Linked DNA regions of Ovis aries: region 2 is linked to region 1. The links are chromatin contacts, called in public Hi-C maps. All regions are on one chromosome and are shown on one strand. The core of a region is the stretch at or near the end of the contact, and the rest is flanking DNA. Distances in the headings are between cores, read along the strand shown. Region 1 overlaps DUSP10 (dual specificity phosphatase 10). Region 2 has its middle 260 kb from the start of DUSP10.

Evidence for each region. Hi-C and Micro-C count contacts between places; a contact is called where the count stands out from the background.
Region 2: a Hi-C map of hypothalamus shows a contact between it and region 1, with 3 times the contacts expected there. The contact joins two enhancer-like sites. A contact is called at or near these places in 4 of 16 Hi-C or Micro-C datasets (hypothalamus, skin fibroblasts and tail adipose tissue).

Annotation. Positions count from the first base shown.
Region 1 is chr12:24,467,756-24,472,882 of ARS-UI_Ramb_v3.0, forward strand. All of the region lies in intron 2 of DUSP10 (dual specificity phosphatase 10), which reads right to left. Among named protein-coding and RNA genes, the nearest start is that of DUSP10, 8.1 kb to the right of the region's middle. Within about 2 kb of position 3,121, at least 15 of the 54 cell types and tissues checked have an H3K27ac peak or open chromatin away from gene starts, as enhancers often do. A contact at or near this core is called in hypothalamus, where this site is marked.
Region 2 is chr12:24,736,526-24,741,139 of ARS-UI_Ramb_v3.0, forward strand. No RefSeq gene overlaps it. Among named protein-coding and RNA genes, the nearest start is that of DUSP10, 260 kb to the left of the region's middle. Within about 2 kb of position 3,181, at least 9 of the 54 cell types and tissues checked have an H3K27ac peak or open chromatin away from gene starts, as enhancers often do. A contact at or near this core is called in hypothalamus, where this site is marked.

The DNA.
Region 1 (5,127 bases), core at 1,871-4,370:
AATTAAAAAAAAAAAAACGAAAAATTTTTAAAGGGAATGAATCTCCCATACCCACAAGGGTTTAATAACCAGGGAAACCAACCAATACATAAGTCCTTAGACATCTAGGTACAGGGGTGTATTTTGATAATTGTTTTATAGCTCTTCCTGAAACTATTAAATTCCCTAGAAGATGGGATCAAATAATCATTAATATTGTTCCATATTTCTAGGACCCAGGTAAATATCAGGACCATGAGCTTGCTGGTTTCAAAATATCTTAGACTTAAGTCCTTATACTTTCGGACTGAAATCCCAAAATGCAAGAACAAAGGTAGCAATACTCAAAATGATTGATTGTGTCGCTGTTCATTTGCTAAGTTATGTCCAAATCTGTGACCCCATGGACTGCAGCGCACCAGGCTTCCCCGTCCTTCACTATCTTCCTGAGTTTGCTCAAACTCATGTCCACTGAGTCAGTGATGCCATCCAACCATCTCATTCTTGATTAAACATATTATTTTAGGGACTTCCCTGGCAGTGCAGTGGTTAAGACTTTGCCTTCCAATGCAGGGTACCTGGGTTTGACTTCTGGTGGAGGAGCTAAGACCCCACAGGCCTTGAGGCCAAAAAAACAAAACATAGAAAATGAACTTATGGTTGCCAAGGGGAAGGGATAATTAAGGACTTTAGGAAGGTCATGTACACATTGCTGTATTTAAAATGAATAATCAACATGGACCTATTGTACAGCACGTGGAACTCTGCTCAATGTTATGTGCCAGCCTGGATGGGAGGGGAGTTTGGAGGAGAATGATACATGTATATGTATGGCTGAGTCCCTTCACTGTTCGCCTGAAACTACTACAACATTGTTAATTGGCTAAGTTGGCTAGACCCCAATACAAAATAAAAAATTAAAGTTTTGGGGAAAAAAAATACATAGTAAACTTAATAAACAAGATGGATGGGTTAAAAAAATTAGAAGCAATATTGTAACAGATTCAATAAAGATTTTAAAACAGATATATCTTTAAAATTATGTATGTATTATTTTATACAGACACACACACACACAATCAACCTATCGACCTGGAAAGACCTATTTTTGCACTAAGGCTCTGAAATTAATCATGCATGTGACCTTGGACGAGCAATAAACCTCTCTAGGCCCCAATTCTGCAACTGCATAATAAGACGATGAGATCGATGGTGTCCCAGTTCACTGCGTGTTTGAATCACCTGGGAGCTTTTAAAAGTCTTGATACTTCAGCTGGACCCCAGACCAATTTAATCAGAATCACTGAGGGTGGGAACAGAGCATCCCAGGCTTTAAGTTGCCTCAGATGATTTCAAGGTGCAGCCTGCAGTGCAGGTTCCTGGACTAGTGACCTCTAAGCCTCCTTCCTCTTCTATAACCTGGGATTCTTGAGTTCAGAAGAGGTGAGATGACTTCTCCTCGGCTTCTCCTGGGATGAGAACTGCTGCCCCTCTTGTGTCCTGTAGCTGCTTGAACCAAATTGCTTCGGAACTGCAAACCAACACATTACTATGCCCAAACTAGCGCTCCCCAGAGATGCTGGGCCAGGCATAGTCTGGTCGGTGCTAACACTAGAATAAAGGAAGCAGGGCCAGCTCCTGGTCAGAGGTTAATGCCAGCTCCTGAGAGCAGGAACACCACAAGGCTATGTCTGGAGAATGTTTCAGTTCCTATAATTTTGCCGAATCTCCCTTCCTCTGCCCTGCTTTTTCTCATCTAAAAGGAGTTTCCTGAACTTGTCCTTGGCAAGCCAGATGATTGATTTAACTGATCTGAATGGGTGAGAACAGTGGTTCCTACTTAACATGCTCTCTAGGGCTGTGCTTGGAGAAGGCAATGGCACCCCACTCCAGCACTCTTGCCTGAAAAATCCCATGGACAGAGGAGCCTGGTGGGCTGCAGTCCATGGGGTCGCTGGGAGTCGGACACGACTGAGAGACTTCACTTTCACTTTTCACTTTCATGCATTGGAGAAGGAAATGGCAACCCACTCCAGTGTTCTTGCCTGGAGAATCCCAGGGACGGGGGAGCCTGGTGGGCTGCCGTCTATGGGGTCGCACAGAGTCGGACACAACTGAAGCGACTTAGCAGCAGCAGCAGCTAGGGCTGTGCTTAGAAAGGGCACATCCCTTCTTCCCATCCCGCTGCCCCCTCACCCAGTCTCATGGATGAGATTCTGAAAGGGCGTGGGGGTAGTGGGGCAGAGCCCAGGTGCCTAATTTACTGACAGCTATCTATGTGCCAGACACTCTATTTACATCGTCTTTCATCCTTGATATTGGAATTATCCCTGTTTTACAGTGAAGAGAAACAGGCTTGGAGTGGTAACCTGAGTTGCCTAAGGACACCTCCAGTTGGTCAGTGGCAAAGTCCCGATTGGAGCTCAGGTGAAAGTGAGCTAAGCTCTGCTGAACACACAGTGAATAACTTTTCACTTACATTCTAACTAGGAAGCAGCACGGTATATCCAAAAGCTTAAGGAAGATACAGGCAACTCGGAACCAGCTCGCGGGAAGGTTAAAGACTCACTGAAAGAAATGAGCAGGCCTTTCCATGAATTCCCTCCTTTTCCCTGGCCTTTCATCTCATCAAAACGCAAAGCTTCGAGAACTTTTCAAAATGAAGCATACTCCCCACTCCTTCCACCTCCCCTTTTATAGTCAGACTACAATCCTTATTCCAAAAATAAATCAGCATGATGAGAGGCCAGAAAAAGCAAAGCTTAATAGTTTTATACTTTCATTATTTAGTTAAGGGACATTCGTTGGACAGATTTATCATCACATTTTTACAAATTCCCCACTGAATAAATAATTCTAGGATATGCCGAAATTACTCTGGCCTTCTGACCCAACATGTCTTTGTAATTACTTGGCACTCCAACTGTATGCTACTTAAATTAGGTAACAGTCATCAAGTTATTTTTAGGCCATAGCAACACACACACACACACACACACACACACACACACACACGGCTGTACCTAACTTGTTATTTGCACTCCTTTGGAATAGAGGCCAAAACTGCAGTTTTACTGACACCATCATTTCTGTTCAACCAACAGTAATACTACTGGGCTACACGGAGGGAGAGTTCACTCTGTATGAGGAACTGTGCTAGACACTTTGTACACATTAATTCATTTACTACCTAAACTACCACCAGGAGACTGCTGCTGTTACATCCTTTTTGAAAATAAGGAAAATAAGGAAGTAAGGGAATTAGCCTTTGGCCAAGGGCACATAGCTAGCAAGGCATGAGCCAAGACGCTCGGACAGGCTGGCCCCCTGCTCCTGCCTGAATCTCTCCTCCATTTGCTACACGGCTAAGATTCAGTATGTCTGGATGTTAAACAGAAGCTCGGAATCACAACGCTAAACCTGTGAAAATAGATTATGCCTTTGTTTCACATATCTTAAAAAAAAAATCCTAACATCCCTGACAGACAAGAGGAAGACTTTTGTTTCTCCCACAAAACAATGCAGAAGAGAAAACACATTTCCTCAGAGTCTCTGATGTCTAAGCACAGCCCTTCACTTTGTCATCAGACTCAGTACTGCCTACAAGTATTGACTTCAGAGCCCTTTGTGACTATGGGAGGATGTACCATCTTTGTTGCTCACTTCAGGAGTTTTGATGGAAAGTTCTCTAGCATAAAAAGTTACCTCTCTCTGTGATCAGATTTTTGCTACTGAATCAGCTTCCTGAAGTGGTACTCACTCATCCCCTGCCAGCCCTGTCCCCAGTAAATACCACTGACTCAGAGGCAGACCTGTCAGTAACTCTTTGTTTCGTGACAGCACAGAGCAAGTACAGGTATGGGACCCGATAGACTCCTGTGGAAGAGAATGCTATAGATCCCTTCCAGTCTGGGGGAGTGCGTGGGTGTTGATGGGGTAGGGGGCGCTGCCCTATAGATTCAACAGTAGCCAGTTAGTCAAAATGGAATTCCAAGCTTGAAAAAGTCAACAACAGGGACATGACACCAATATTTAGGAGTGAAAATGTTGTTTGTACAGTACTGTAAAATATCCCCATCTTTTCTTAATTTGAAAGCATTAAGTTTAAACATGAAACATACTGAAATATAGTCAAACATTATCTATATTCTAATATATTTCAACAACCAATAAAGGAAGAGAAAAGCAGAGAGGGAAAACATTAACAATTGTTTAATCTGGGTACTAGGTATATGGTGATCATGATACTCTTTTCTAGGTTTCTCTGTATTTGAAAGCTTTTATAATAAAAGTTTTAAAGACACAGATTGTCTTTAAAGAGGAGGTGATAATAGACTATCCATTCCTACATAGGTAAATGACAAATGACTTCCCTGAACCCAGCCTTGCCGAAAAGAAAGGGAACCTTACAAACATCATAGGAAAGGTGGTAGCTCTCATTATGGAAAACCCAGAATCGTCTAGCCTCCTTATTCAGCTGGGTGCAAAATCACATTAAAAATCAACTTTGTGTAAAACAGATTATAATTCTTTCAAAGCCTTTGCAAGTCTCTACACATGTATCCATTTGACCATGGTTTACCAGGTGGAGTAGAAGCACAGATCTGATGCCATTTCTTCTTTGGAGGATGAGAATAAAACACAAATTCAGACAAAGGTCCCAATGGGGAGGGGAATGTAAATTAGAACAGTCCCTTCATCCCAGGGGCTTCTGCGCCTCTGATCCGTTTCTTCCCAACCTGACACAGCATTACTAAAACAGTGTCTGAGCAGCCGCTCTACTTGACAGGCAGCACCAAACATGGAGAGCATGGCAGTGAAACAGGGGGACGTAAAACTTGGACAGGGACGGCAGCAACCAGTGTTTACAAACAGAAACCAGAGCGTCAGATGGGTCAGCCATAAATTAACCCGGGATTGTACTGAAATCTCTGAAAATAAACTCCCGAAGCCTTAGAAGCATCTACCCCAGATGCTAACCAACCCCCACGCCTACCCCCACCACATCTTCCTGCGAAAACCATTCCTTCCAAAATGGTACCGCTACTACTCTTGCTAAAATAAAATCTTACATCACCAAGGGTGGAGACTACTAAAATAAACCTCAGCAGAAAAGCCAGATCAGAATGGTCTGATAGACCCACTCAA
Region 2 (4,614 bases), core at 1,931-4,430, 270 kb after region 1:
GGGTGTAGTTTTAGAAGAGTCCAGAAAAACTTAAATAAAGTTTAAATTTATGTACCCAATGGCTGCACAGGAGCACAGTGAACCCTTCTGAGGAGTTTGGAAAGACCTTCGGAGAACAGAAGGGAAGAAAAAAGAAGCTCTCACTAATGCAGCAGAAAGGAAAAATGGCGGCGGGGGGTTATTGATGACTTACCAGGTACCAAGTGAGTTGCTTCACATATGTCTCCTTACCCTCTATCAATTTCATGAAGTAGATTTTTTTTTTACAAGTTAAAGTTGAGCACAGTTGGGCATAATAAATTTCCTTATGCTCCCAGAGCTAGTTCATGGGAGCGCCAGTGCTCCAGTCAATGTGGTCCGGACTCTAATGCAACACCTCCCAAAGACAGGATCTCTGATCTGGTCTCAAACAGTCACTAAGATTTTCCCTGGAAGAGAATAGACAGTTTCCCCAGATCCATAGAGGAGGCTAAATCAACAAAGTCCCAGAGGTAAGATTGGGTGAGCAGCCAGGATTTAAGAACTGATGTAGGTAGTGTCAGGAAATGACCTAAGAAGGGGACTAGGGAGGGGGCACAGCCAGAGCTCCCGTGTGTCCCTCCAGGCCATGAGGTGCCATGGAAATGGGAATAACTCCATCCCATTTTTCCCTTTAAAGCTTCTGTGATGGGAAAAGAGGTTTTTTCAGGCATTGATGAAGCATTAATAATATTAGGGAGAGGGGGCAGTAAGGAGATGATGAGAAGCTCAGAACAGAAATGATGAAAACTTGGACCAAACTCTTGCTCTGCTGTCTGTAATATTTCAGGGACTAGAGGAGCCCTGGGAAAGCCCACATGTACTTAGAATTCTAAGCATTGTCAGGCTACCTACCTTGTTCCCTTGGCTAAGCTCCTAGAAACCACATAATAGGTATGAATTTAGTAGATCCAGCCCTGAAGGTCTGCAATTTCCTAGGAGGATGTTTCAGAAGCAGAACCTCTCCTTAAAGCGTCAAAGCCTCTTGGGGATTCCAATCTCCTTTGCAAAGGACGTAGGGAAACTTGATTTAAATTTCTCAGGATTCTTCCAAATCTACACCCTCTGAAGAGAAGGAAGAGCTCTTTCCAGTATTGTCAGGAAAAACAGTGGCATTCTCAGACAAAAACTGCATTCACGTGATAGACAAAAGAGAGCCAGGTTGCTTAGAATAAGATCCTCTTTAGACTGTATGGTGTGAGACAAGCAGCACAAGAGAGCTTGGGCCACAGCTGTCCTCGGAGAAGACAGGGTTTCAGTCCAGGCCACCCAGTGGAGCCAGAGGAAATCTGGAGGGCTGACCGAGGGGATGGTAGCAGATAAGTGATGTCACTGAACCATCACAGCACAGATCAGAATGGGGCCATCCTGAGGCTCCAAGGAACCCAGACAGAGGCAAGATGTGAAAAAAGTAGGGTACCTGTAGATCCACTCATAAGCAGCTGCACTGTCTCCAAAAGTGATGAGTAAATAGAAATGATGACATATCCTGTTCATTTTGAAAATCAAGTCGCTGGCTTCATCTTTACCTCTGTCAACGGAAGAGGGGGGAAAAAAGCACAACCTAGAAGTTGAGAATTGTTTTATTCAGCAGACTTTCTAGGGACTTAAGCTCAGGAGGAAGTCTCTCAGGCACCTCTGAGGGACTCCTCCAAAGAGATGAGGAAAGAGCCAGTATATATAGGAGTTTTTGCAACAAAAACTCAAACATCAAAATATTATAATTAATTAAAGAAACACAGATCTCTCAAATTAATGAATTTAGCGGGTTTCTATGGAAGAGATGATATAAGAGTTTGGGGTCATTGAAATCATTCTTTTGATGTGCACCTTAGCTATCTAGGGCCAGCATCCTGAGAGTTCCCATCCTGAATTTCATCAGCATGCTCTTCTGGGGGCAGCTGCAGTGACTGATGGTTTGGTAGTGGCAACATCCTTTGTTTACTGATACAGCAGGTGACATTCTTCATCCACACCTTCATCAAAGAATTAAAAGGAATCCTCCTACACTGTTGGTAGAAATGTAAATTGATATAGCAACTATGGAGACCAGGATGGATGTTCCTTTAAGAACTAAAACTAGAGCTACCATATGATCCAGCAAACCCACTCCTGAGTGTATATCTGGAGAAAACCATAATTTAAAACATGCATGCACCCCAGTGTTCATTGAAACACTGTATACAATAGCCAGGACATGATAGCAACCTAAATATCCATTGATACAGGAATGTGGTACATATATGCAGTAGAATATTATTCAGTCATAAAAAAAGAAATCACAGCACTGCAGCAATGTGGATGGACCTAGAGATTATCATACTGAGTGAAGTAAGTCAGACAGAGAAAGACAAATATACAATAAAACTTATGCGTGGAATCTGAAAAAATGATACAAATGAACTTATTTACAAAACATAAATGGAGTCACAGATATGGAAAACAAGCTTATAGTTATCAAGGGAGGAAGAGGAGACGCACTGGGAGACGGGGATTGACATAAACATATTACTATATATAACATAGATAACTCATAACAACCTACTCTACAAGTAGAGTACAAGGACCTCTACTCAGTAGTCTGTAATGGCCTATGTGGGAAAAGAATCTAAAAAAGAGGGGATGTATGTATATATATAACTGATTCACTTTGTTGTACAGCAGAAACGAACACATCCCTGTAAATCCACTGTACTTCAATAAAAATTACTTTTTAAAAGAAAAACAATTTACTTCTCTCGTTCAACTCTCACCCAACGTCTTTTCCTCCCACTATTTAGAAGGGCAATGGGGAGCTTGCACAGCCCACAGAGAGTTGAAGGACCCAAGCGAGTTCTGGTCCCATCTCTGTCCCGTCTCTGTCCCAGCTCCTCCTGGGGCAAGAGCTCCCTGCCCCAGCAACCTCTGCTTTGTCTCTTTATTATGAAGAGCGGGAAACCATGAAATGATGGGGTTGGAAGTGCAGGCTGCCCTTTTCAGTCCCTTCCAATCCCAACAATTTCTCCTTTGTCTCAGACTCCCACTCCTCTCCCCCATGTATTTTCATCTTTATTTTGGTCTTTCTCTGTTTTTTCTTGCTTATAAAATCTAGCCCGTGTGAGTAATGTTCACATGGTTATGAATACAGTTGGTTCTTTGTCGTCTGTGATAATGAGCTTGGGATCATGTGGATAACCCCAAACTGCAAACACTGTCCATATACATGACTGAGGCATATTTCAGTGTGACTAACAGTCTAATATTTGGTTTGGACTGCATTCATGGGGTATACTTAGCTGGTTAGCAGGATGGGCCCAGAGAGATTAACTGGGCAGCCTTGGGAAGAACTAGGATTCGAGAATGGGTACAAATATTGCCAAGTCCCCTCCACCAGCAATGTCCTGTTTATACATTATACTTTAGTAGATGGTGCCATTAACACTGCAAAGGCCCATGTGTAGAGCAGGCCTGGGAATAGGGTGCAAGCTACACTTAGAAAAGGTCACCACTGGCCAGAGGTTTAAGAAACTGAGAGCCTTGGAACCACATAAGTTTAGTATCTCAGTTCTGGAATGGCTCAGCCTGCAAGACTGAGGGTCAGCCCTCCTCTCTGGATTCTGCTGCCCCTTTGCTTCATCTTGGGGCTGACACTGTGCTAAGAAAAAACCTCTTGGATATTTACAAGTTGAAACAACCCCATAGAAAGGCAAGCCCCATAAGAATACAAAGCCCTTGTGTTTTCCTGATTGGGCAACCCTGCCATCTCTTCTAGAATGAAAAAGGGAAGAAGCTGTTTCAAGGCTGTGACTACTGTCCTGCTTTCTCCCTACCTTCTCCTCTAGGGATCTGGGCTCCAACAGTCTCCTCATCATCAATTATCCCTGATCAATCAATCAATAAAGGCAGTTCAAGTGAGCTGAAAGGTAATTTTGATCTGGCTGAGTCAAGATACTGTATAAAGTTTCCTCTACTCAGAAAAGGCTGAAAATTCTTACATAAGATCAGAGAACACATAGTTCATCTGGACCATTTTTCTAGACTCCACATATATCCATTAATATCTGATATTTATTTTTCCCTTTCTGATTTACTTCACTCTGTATGATGACAGTCTCTGCGGGTGGAATGAATTGGGAGATTGGGATTGACATATATACACTACTGGACTTCCCTGTGGCAACACACTCCAGTATCCTTGCCTGGAGAATTCCATGGACAGAGGAGCCTGGCAAGCTACAGTCCATGGGGTCACAAAGAATCAGACACAATCGAGCAACTAACACACACACACACACACACACACACACACACACACACACATATGAAAAAGATTACTAACAACAAACTACCATATTGCACCAGAAACTCTATCTACTCAGTGCTCTGTGATGACCTAAATGGGAAGGAAATCCAAAAAAGTGAGGATATATGTATATATATAGCTTATTCACTTTGCGGTATAGCAGGAAATAACAATATTCTAAAGCAGCTATATGCCAATAATTTTTTTTTAATTCACAGGTAACAAAGTTCTGCATGTTATTTTATCTTGCAATAAATTTTGAATCTTCTTTTGTTATTAATGTAACATATTCAGTGCACATTTCGAAATTGAAG